Linked DNA regions of Pan troglodytes: region 1 is linked to region 2. Evidence: chromatin contacts called from public HiChIP or PLAC-seq data. All regions are on one chromosome and are shown on one strand. The core of a region is the stretch at or near the end of the contact, and the rest is flanking DNA. Distances in the headings are between cores, read along the strand shown. Region 1 holds the start of COX20 (cytochrome c oxidase assembly factor COX20). Region 2 holds the start of EFCAB2 (EF-hand calcium binding domain 2).

What was found. HiChIP or PLAC-seq counts read pairs in DNA pulled down with a chosen protein or histone mark.
Region 1: a contact with region 2 is called in an H3K4me3 HiChIP or PLAC-seq map of stem cell-derived excitatory neurons, with 6 times the contacts expected there. The contact joins the promoter of COX20 here to the promoter of EFCAB2 in region 2. A contact is called at or near these places in 1 of 7 Hi-C or Micro-C datasets (stem cell-derived neural progenitor cells) and 1 of 1 datasets of contacts at active chromatin or transcription factors (stem cell-derived excitatory neurons).

What each region holds. Positions count from the first base shown.
Region 1 is chr1:4,317,251-4,322,837 of NHGRI_mPanTro3-v2.0_pri, reverse strand. COX20 (cytochrome c oxidase assembly factor COX20) reads left to right here and starts at 1,649. Exons shown (of 5, transcript XR_008537777.1): 1 at 1,649-1,758.
Region 2 is chr1:4,181,792-4,187,011 of NHGRI_mPanTro3-v2.0_pri, reverse strand. It overlaps EFCAB2 (EF-hand calcium binding domain 2), which reads left to right and starts at 2,533. Exons shown (of 8, transcript XM_063809405.1): 1 at 2,533-3,018. The coding sequence starts at 2,680.

The DNA.
Region 1 (5,587 bases), core at 400-2,899, 140 kb before region 2:
CCAGGCTGGAGTACAGTGGCACGATCTCGGCTCCCTGCAACCTCCGCCTTCCGTTTTCAAGCTATTCTCCTTCCTCAGGCTGCCGAGTAGCTGGGATTACAGGCGCCCCCCACCACGCCAGGCTAATTTTTGTATTTTTAGTAGAGACGAGGTTTCACCATGTTGACCAGGCTGGTCCCGAACTCCTGACCTCGTGATCCGCCCGCCTCAGCCTCCCGAAGTGTTGGGATTACAGGCGTGAGCCTCCGCGCCCGGCACAGTATGTAGTTTCTAATTACAATTTCAAAAACAAAAACAAAACCGCCCCCCCCCGCAAAAAAAACCTCAAAAAAAAAAAAACTGTGACACATAAATACACAACCTTAACTGTGTATTTTACTGGGATTGTAGAAAGGTATCGAATGGGCATGCAAGTAAGGTCGTTACGGAGTAAGAAAACGCCCAATGAACAGTACTTAATATGAATTCGACATCGTTAACACTGAGCGCTTGCTGTGTGCCAGCGCGCAGCATAATTCGAAGCAGCATGACTTTGCACAATGACATATTCTACAAGTCCAGTTTCCTAAGGAGTGCCCTTAGGTTACATATAACCTAAACGTGAAATGTAAAAGTACATAAAGGAGGTATAAGGTTAAAGGGGAAAAATTATAAATACCAGAAAAAATTGCATTGTATTATTTTGATGGCTGAAAAATGGGCTCGACCCTGCATGCACGCGTTCTCCATTGAGCTCGACAATATGCAGTATTTTGTTTCACGTTATGTCGCAGTCTTAGGGAGGAGTGAAACGTGGAACACGACTTCACATCAAAAATGCACGTTGCAGAGGCATTTTTCCTTCGGGGACGCCGGAAGACTTCGCCACACGCGCGCCCTCTCCGCGGACACCAACGTGCTGACGCATGTTCATTAGCGAGCTGCTCCCTCCATTTTGTCCCCAGTCTCCTTTAGGCGAACTGCGCGGTTCTATGTTAAAGCCACTTAGTAATGAAACTATAAAAGGGAGGAAGTGGGGTGGGCGTGGGAGCCCCGTTTGCGCAAGGCAGGCGCGGGGGACTAAATGGCTGCTGGTGCAGAGTGGGGCTGCCCCGGCACCAAGGGCTCGTCCCGTGGCCGGAAGGACAAAGGACACTTAGGGGACGAGGGCCGCCGAGCCAGCGCGGAGCGCCTTCCGGGTCGGTGGGCTGGGGCGGGCTGGGGCCGGGCCGACCCCCGCGGTGGGGCCCACCCCGCAGGACAAAGCAGCGGCTCCGCGCCCGCCCTCACCACCGCGGCCCCACCCCCTCGGCGCGCGCCCGAGGCTCGTGCATGTGAGCACGCGCGCCGGAGACGGTTAGAAATGGCGGTTGGGGCGGCGCAGGGGGCTGGCGCGGGAAGCGGGGCTGTCTGGCTCGGTTACGCCCCCACCTCGCCAGGAATCTAGGAGCCGGTTTGTTTTCCGAACCCTTCTCCTTCCGCTCTCCCGCCCCTGCAGGCTGTGTGCCAAGCTGGGAAGAAAGTGTGACCCGTTCGACGGAACAAAGGACATGACAGCCCGGCCCCGTGCGGCCACTGCGGAGCGTTAGGAACGTTCCCTAAAATGGCGGCCGGCGCGTCGGGACAGGGCGGGAGGCGGCGGCGCGTGGGGGCGGGACGGGGAGGGGCGGGGCCAGCCGGGCTTCTGTTTCCGCGACCCCGGCGGTGCAGGGCGGGTGGAGTCGCGGAGTAGTCCTCATGGCCGCCGCGCCGGAGCCCGGTGAGCCCGAGGAGAGGAAGGTAACCTGGGGGTCGGCGAGGCGCGCGCCGGGGGTGGGCGGTGGGTAAGGACGTTCTCCGCGGAGCTCCTAGGCCCGAAGCACGTGTCACTGGCTTCTCTGCCACCCATGGGCTTGAAACTATTTTAACTGTTCCTAGTCCTTATCCCAAGCCTCCAACATTTTAATCTAAGTGGCCGGGACAAAATTGACCAAAACTAGGGGGAGGAGGGGACCAGTAGTACTAATGACTTACTACAGGTCATTATGAAATAAGCTAACAATACTGAATCTTTGGCGAGAAAATTTTGCTGCTAAGGGCACTGCACTGTAATTTGTTAGTAAAGGCTAATAGTAGAGATTAAAGCTCCGTTGAGGACAGGTGCCTTGTCTTTAACACGTTGTATTCATCACATTTAACATAGGAGTAATTGCTGAGGGATGACTTGATTGTACTACGATGAGATGAAGGGTTAAGATTTCTTCCCCATCATCAGTAGCCTCCCTAGCTGGTGTCCCTGTCTCCATACTCTCCTGAATCCACCTTCCACTATTGTCCGCTGGCCCTTTCCAGCCTGTAAACTGGACAGTTTTCATTCCTCTGCCTAACATCCAGTCGTAGCAGCCCATCCTATCTCTTTAAGGATAAAACCCAAATTCTTGGTATAGTAAAGCTAAACCAAGCGCTCTCCCTGGAAGGGCTCCTGTGTTTCACCAAAGCTGACTTACGTACTTTCCCCATCTTCCCAGGCATCTTGTACGTCGTTACATTTATCATATTGGAAGGTAATAAATGATCTTGTCTTCCTCTTTTCCTGGGCTCCTTATTAAGAGCAGGGAACCTAATTTATATCCTCAGGGCAGAACAGGTATTCAGAAAAGAATAATGCAAGAGGAAAAAAGTTTAATATAAACTAGGGAGATCGTAACATTGGCTAATCACGAGCAAATATTTATAGAAGACCCACTGTGTGCTAAATGGCTCCTAATATATACTTAAGATATTCTCCCAGCTTGGAAATTCTGCTCACTTCTTGCTCTTGCTTGCTTCTCTGGTGGGCTTCCATCCAAATTTGGCCATGACATCAGATCATATGGTTAATATTAACAAATATTACATAAATTGTTTTCATACTTAATATCCAACAGGTTGTCAATTTATGTACTACTGGTGCCTTATCTGTTTTTACTGTCCCATACACTGCCCATCTGGAATAAGCTTAGTGTTTAAAAAAAAAAAAAAGATCTTTGCATACACACAGTAAATCCTAGATTCAGTTTTGTGATAAACACTGGAATCCTGAATGGGACTTTTGGTAGGAGATAACTGCTGTTTTTAAAGGTCATAAAGGTGGTTTAATCCATTGGAAATTAAAAAAAAAAACTTAAAAGAGGATCAACATTGACCTATTTAACTGGCCCATCAGTAAGTAGCAAAACAATACTGTAGTTGTTGAAATGAAGATAGTTATAAGCCTCAAACCGAGCACAGTCAGAGGTGGGAGGCCAAAAAAACAAAAATTGCTCATGAAACAGTAGTACCTGTCAGAGCCCATCAAAAAGCTAATTAAATTAATAGAAGCTATGACGAATTAACAGCCCAGGGTGCTGTCAGAAAGGAAGCCTGTGGTTATTTTTTTTTTAAAGAATTTGTCAGTGATCATTCCAGCACAACCCAGGGAGGATTATTTTATTATAAGAATTAGCAAACCTAAAGTAAAAATGGGAGTTACCAAGCTGGCATACCTCGATAGAACTAGCCCCTAAAAACTGTCCTCTGCCACATTCTTGTCCTTTAAGAAACTTTAAAATGTGAAATTTGGTACATACAGGTAAATTCACATTCAGGTAAATTCTTAATTCACCCATTCCAAAAATATTTACAGAGTACCTACTGAGTATTAGACACTGAACGAGGTACTAGACTGATTAAGACAGGAAAAATCCCTTTAAGGAGCTGACATTCTACTGGGGGAATCAATAAGCAAGACTTCTACTGAGCCAGTCATGCAAAGATCCAGGAGAAAGGCAGCATGTGTTCGTTCGGTAATAACCATCTCGGCTTGTTAGAATGGCAAGGCCACTGTACCTGGACTAGTGGACAAGAGTGGGATATGAAAGAGCATGGGATCATGTAGAGCCTTTGGAGCAATGGTAAGGATTCTGAGCATAATCGGAGGCTACAGAGGACTTATAGTCATCTGATACACATTTTTATGAGTAGAATCAAGATCTGAAAGGTACTGTTGATAGATGGTAATTTGATAGGACAGGTTGAGCTTCCCAATTCAAAAAAAAACCTTGTCTTTTGATGTATCAGTTTCAGATTTGGGATGCTCAACCTGTATTAGCAATGAAGTTGGTGGGCAGTGGTCTGGCTCAGGATGTATTTAGAATGTGGATCCTTCCAGACTTGCTAATATATTTGACGTGGATTTGATGAAGGAATCAAGGATGACTCTTAGTTTTTGGGTCTGAAAATTGGTTGAGTAGTGTGCCATTAAGAGGAAGGTTTGGAGGTGAAAATATATTTTGCAAATACGAGGTTCCAGGTGCTTTTTATACATAAAAGTGTCATTCACTAAGCAGATGAATGACGCTGAAGCTTGGGAGAGATTAGGGTTTGATTTAGAAATCTGGAGTCATCATATAATGGCATTTAATTGAAAGCCTTGAGATACCTAGGAAGAGACTAGATTCCAAAGGAGTTAAGAGTGGCACTTCAGAATCAGGTCTGTAGAGGAGGGAACAGCAACAAAAATGTCAATGAAATAGAAAACCAGGAGACGTATTTGAAGCCAAGTAAAAGTAAAAAAGTTTCAAAAACAAATGATAATTTGTGCCACATATGCTGAGATGCGGATTTAGACTGCAGTGGATGTCTTTTAGAGGTCTTGACTGGTGTCAAGTGAAGTTCAGTGGATAGATGCCTCACTCAAGTGAGTTAAAGGGAGAATGGGAGGTTTTAAGTAGAAAAGCATACCTACACTCAGGAAGTTTTGCCCCAAAAGGATGGTGGTTTAGGCGGCTGATGAGAGGAGAGGGGTGTATAGAGGATTTTTGGTTTTTTTTTTTTTGAGATGGAGTCTTCTTGCTCTGTTGCCCAGGCTGGAGTGCAGTGGTGCCATCTTGGCTCACTGCAACCTCCGCCTCCTGGGCTCAAGCGATTCTGCCTCAGCCTCCCGAGTAGCTGGGATTACAGGCATGTGCTACCATTCCTGGCTTATTTTTGTACTTTTAGTAGAGACAGGGTTTTGCCATGTTGGCCAGGCTGGTCTCGAACTTCCAACCTCAGGTGATCCACCCACTTTGGCCTCCCAAAGTGCTGGGATGACGGGTGAGCCACTGCACCTGGCCAAGAGGGCTGATAGTAAATTATTGCAAGTGAAAAAACTAACGATGCAAATGAAAGGGGTAGCTATAGAAGCCAAGCCCTTGAGTATGCAAGAGGGGAATCAAGTGCCCAAGTGGGAAGACTAGCATTAGGTAGGAATAGGGCCAATTCATCCTTTGCAACCAGAGGAAAGACAAATAGGGGCACTGAAGCAGATTTAGTGGTGGAAAATCAACTGTCTCTAATTTGATCAGATCTATTTCTATACATTATTGACATTCTGGCTTGGAAATCTCTTGAGCTTTCCTTAGATTGATCAGGGTGAGCTGGTAAAGCTGCTTTTCTAAATCTAAGCTTAAAAAATGTCTGACATTTCCTTAATTTATTTTTAAGGGTTCCCGTTTGTTAGTGGCAAAGAGTTAAATCTTAAGTATGCAGGCTACTTAAGGAATAGAAGAGAAATGTTAAAGGCATGTATATTATGAACAGAATATTTCTGTATATAAATAGAATACTT
Region 2 (5,220 bases), core at 1,284-3,783:
AGGTAGTGTGGGTATATAAAAAGGGTTTATAAAGGGGGAGGCTCCTATTCAAACCTTAGTGGGGTCAGGAGATGGGGAAGTTAATTAACATATATTAAATATTTTTTTACTCACCCACACCTAGAGAAACAGTACTGTTTTAAATGTGCTGTAGGAGTTCAGAGAAATACTGATTAATGTGGTTTGGAATAAATTAAATAATAAAAAGCTTTGCTGAATACAGTTAGTTTAAAAAATATAAAAATATAGGGGGATTTGCAGAGAAATCTGTTCAACTCTTAAAATAATTTTTAATTTATATATGTTTATATAAGAATTCCATTTTATTAACATGAAATACTAGTACTTTTTTTGGGGATGGAGTCTTGCTCTGTCATCTGGGCTGGAGTGCAGTGGCGGATCTCCGTTCACTGCAACCTCTGCCTCCCGGGTTCAAGCGATTCTTCTGCCTCAGCCTCCCGAGTAGCTGGGATTACAGGCGTGAGCCACCACACCCGGCTAATTTTTCTATTTTTAGTAGAGATGGGGTTTTACCATGTTGGCCAGGTGGGTCTTTAACTCATGACCTGAAGTGATCCACCCGCTTCGGCCTCCCAAAGTGCTGAGATTATGCGTGAGCCACCGCACCTGGCCCAGTACTTTTACTGATGAAAAATGTAATGTAAAAGGAAGGTCTGTCTTACATACAATAAGTGCTGAATCTGGGTCTTTTTTAAAAAAAAGTCATTGAGAAGACTTACTCCTTTCTTAATTTTAAAGACATTTATTATTGCAAACAGAAAAATTGTACTAGATACCGGGGATATATGAACGAATAATGCCGTTTCTGTCTTCAAGATCTTACTGTTTGGTAGGTGGAAATAAAGTGAACGAACGAAGGCACTGCAAATCAATGTGGGAGGCTCTATAAGCATGGGGCCACAGAGGAAAAGGCTGAGAGGGAAAGCTTCAATGAGTAGGTGACTTCAAGAAGGTCATCCTGGCCAGGCACAGTGGCTCACACCTGTAATCCCAGAACTTTGGGAGGGCGAGGCAGGCGGCAGATCGCTTGAGCTCAGGAGTTTGAGAGCAGCCTGGGCAACATGGGGAAACTCTGTCTCTACAAAAAATACAAAAACTAGCCAGACATGGTGGCGCGCGCCTCTCCTCCCAGCTACTTGGGAGGTTGCGGTGGGAGGGTCACTTGAGACCGGGAGGCGGAAGTTGCAGTGAGCAGAGATCGCACCACTGCACTCCATCCTGGACGACAGAGCGAGACCCTGTCTCGAAAAACAAAAGACAAAAACAAAAACAAAGGTCATCCTGCAGGACAACCAGGAGGGCACAAATGTTTGTCTGTGGGAAGCTGAAATGTTGGCGGGGGAAAAAAGCAGGGAAAGGCATTCCAGAAAAAGGAAACTGTAAACAGCACACGAAAAAGCATAGTGAATGAATAGGAAGCCTGAGACCAAACTTAGGGTTTCCTACACTTATTTCAAAGCCCTTCATTATCTATATGGAAAGGGGGAGTCTTTAAACACAAATATTTAGATCATATTGACTGAGATTTAGATATAAATGAATGCTAATAATTACTTTTCGTTTTTTGGGGTGTTAAAAATTTACTGTACAAGATTGTATTCGTTTTAAGTATCTTCTAACATGAGCCATTTTGTAATGATTCAGTTGTTTATATTCAATTTCAAGTAGAATGCTGATCACAGCGCCAAATGGGTATCTTCTACAGAAAAAGTTATTTTAATAAAGAAAAATATAGTCAGTTTTAGGATTTCCTGAGATTATAGAAACAATAAAAGCATTAAAACTGTTAAGTCATTAAATACGAGTACCTTGTATTTTGAAGGCTCTTAAAATTTAGTTTATAAATTGCTTTTACACAACATATGCACTGAAATACCATTTAAGATTAGTTTTGAAAATAGGTGTTCGTTTCAACCACATCATTACGTATTTTATTCAAAGCTCTTTATAAAAAGAGCTTTACTATGTTCCAGTACAGTAAACTTATCCAGAAAATAAGACAAAAATTTAACTTCATGCTATAGCTGCAAAGTTTCCGGAAAGCGGGATTTAAAACTTCCATTGTAACTTTAACCAGCGGTCATGTCAAATTTCACAACTAAGAACATTTTAACGCATGTAATACTGAGCACAACATGGGCACGTTTTTGTTGCTATGAGAACCTTCTATTTTGTATTAGACATTGCAGCCTTGACGACGCAATGTTTGTGCCTATTTTGCGCATGTTTTTCTGCAGCTATTCCTCTCCTCTAGCAATAGTCGAATGGCTCTGGTTTCCTCTTGCGCCCGGCCCAGTTTTTCCGTTTTAGCTTCGGTTGTCATAGGCTGTGCTGTCGCTTTCTCTGGGAAAGGACGGTGAAGACTGGACGGGAGAAACCGGGAGGGCAGGCGCGGCCGTTCTGCAGCAGCCGGGCTGTGAATGGGAAGCGGGAGGAGGAGGCTGGGCCGCGGGCTGGTTCTATCACCCCCTTGGGAGCCCAGCTCTTCACCTGGCTCTCCGGCGCTTTTCAAGATCTGCAGTTAACAACAAAGATCGAGCAACGCCACGTCGCACAAACAGGACAGGAGGGGGCGAGGGGTGTGTGCGCGCGCGTGCTGTCCCCAAATGGATGAGAAATAAGGGAAAGGAGGGGTTGGGGACCGTGTGATGAAGCAACATGCTAGGCCCGGGACAAGTCCGGCTCCGGCCTCGGGTCTGGAGGGACAAGGCTGGGGGCCGGGTGGCGCGGCGCCCGGGTCCCGGCTGGCAGACGGGCCCTCTGGTCTTCCCCCAGCGCGAGGGTCGTGGCGGGAAGCGGGGACAGGGCGCGCGCTCAGAGCCTCCTCCCCGCCCCGCCCAAGGGTCTTCCTCCCCCGGGATTCAGAGCGGCCCCTCCTCCAGGCCAGGCTCGCCGCGGGGCGCTGAGCAGGCCGGGACACCGCGGCCGAGGTTATCGTTAGGCATCTCCCAGGCGACCGGCCCCGCAGCAAGATGGCGGACGAGAAAGACAGGGAAGGTAAGGTAGGGGAGCCGGGGAGCCGCTGCCCTCGCCGCCCGCCGCGACCCCGGGCTGCACGGGGAAGCGCCGGGTGGGGTGGGCCCTCGTCCATCTGGAGTTCCCACCCGCAGGGAAAGGGCGGCCTGAGGAGAGGGCCACCCGGCAGCAGCAGTCGCCCTGCCCCCGTCCCCGTAGCCCGCCCGGCCCGCCGCTCCGCCCCGCCCCGCCTCTCTCCCCCGCCCCGCCTCTCTCCCCCGCCCCGCCTCTCTCCCCTCCTCCCTCCCTCTTCTCTCTGCCCTCCTCCCGCCGTCTTCTTTCTCCTCCCGCCCTCTTCACCCTCTTCCCCTCCTCCCGCCCCGTCCTCCTTCCCCCTCCCTCGGAGGCCGGGCCTTGCCTCCTGCGCGGGCTGCGCCGGAGGGGCCGGCAGGGGGTGCTGATAATGGCGTCGTTGTTCACGGTCGCGGGGAAGCCGCCGCCGCCTCCACACCCTCGCCTGGGGTCTCGGTGCCGCAGGCGCCACGCCGGTAGCTGTCCAGGCTGTGGGCCCCGGGGGGTGGCCTGGGTGAGGAGGAGTTCTGGCCGCCTGAATCTGACGGGATCCTCTGTTTGCGCCGAAACCCCGCCCTGGCGCAGCCTGATGGCGTTCGCGGCCACCATTTTGCCTCCTTAATGAGGACGCAGGAGGACGGTGTGGAGGTCACGGCCGCTGCCTCCGAGCTTCCCGGTCCTCCGAAATGCCTGCCCCGCCGCCGGCTAGCGCCGCGCAATTGGCCTAGTGTCTTGTCTTAAAAAAAAAAAAAGACACACACCCAAACAGCAATTTTAATAACGACGAAAAACCAAAACCTGGCGGAGATCTTGGAACCGCTGTGCGCCGGCCGGGCCTCTCCCAGGGGACCACCCAGCCCGGCGCGGTGGCCGCCGGCGGGACTGCGCTTCGAGGCTTAAGGTCGCCAGATCCGAGGCATCGATCTCCGCCTGTGCGGAGAAGCCAAAAAGTGATTACGTTTGTTTGCAAGACTGTTCATGTTGTTTTCAGTTCATGGTATGATGAAAACCCGATCCTTTATTACCATGCCCTTAGGTACTAAAAAATAATTGTGTTTGATAGTTGGCAGTCACCCACAAGTATCCAAAAACCATGAAACAGTAAAGGTAAACAAGTAGGAAGTGAAAATAATATTCCTCCTTTGTTTTCTTTCTGGAGTGCTCAAAACACCCTCTCAAACCATTTTTCTCAGCATAGAACCAAGTGTGGTCAAGTTAACAGCTAATATTTACAAGGGAAGAAACGAACCCTGAAATATTTAGTCACTTGTTCCGGTGATCACAGAAAATCGGCGAAGAAACACATGAAACTGCCAACGATCTCCCTATTGATAACAAGGATACCGTGATTTTTATATAATATTAATCTGAGAAGCCAGGATTATTTTGTAGGTATTACCTTTACGAAGATGCCCTTACATATAAAGAAAAGGGTAATTTTAAAACTTTCCCAGAAAAATGGATGGCTTATTTTTGTTCTTTATTTACCAAAAAAAAAAAAAAAAAAAAAACCATTAGGAGATAAACTAGCAAGGTAATTATGGATATTTATTTTCTTAAAAAAGACTTGGTTAGGTCAGCATGAGAAAAAACGCACTGGAGTATGGTACAAATACAATATTTCTCGTTTTTTAAAAATTGAGAGCTTTCCTGATTTTTCAGCTTTTGAACAATATTTTTCCATTTAAAGTAAATTCAGAGAAACAATTTTGTCGATAACTCATAGAAGTAATGACTGTTAAAAGCTGGATGCCATTCATTCAGAATACATATATTCAATGCCATTATGTAGATAAGGCATTCTACTTAGAACTTTGAAAGATACGAAAATGAAAGACATTGTCTTTGCTTCCAAGGAAGGTGAGATGAGTAAGGGAGATGAGATATATGCAAATGGGAGGAAATAGTTAACTGGGCTGAGTAGTCTGGGTGCCAACCACTGTGCTAGGTGTGTATCCTTGTAGTCCGTGGACAGCAGCCTGGACATCACTGGCTGCCACCGACCTAATGAATCAGTCTTCATTTTAACATGTTTGTAGGTGATTTGTATGTACATTAACGTTCGAGAAGGCCGGGCGCGGTGGCTCACGCCTGCAATCCCAGCACTTTGGGAGGCCGAGGCGGGCGGATCACGAGGTCAAGAGATCGAGACCATCCTGGCCAACATGGTGA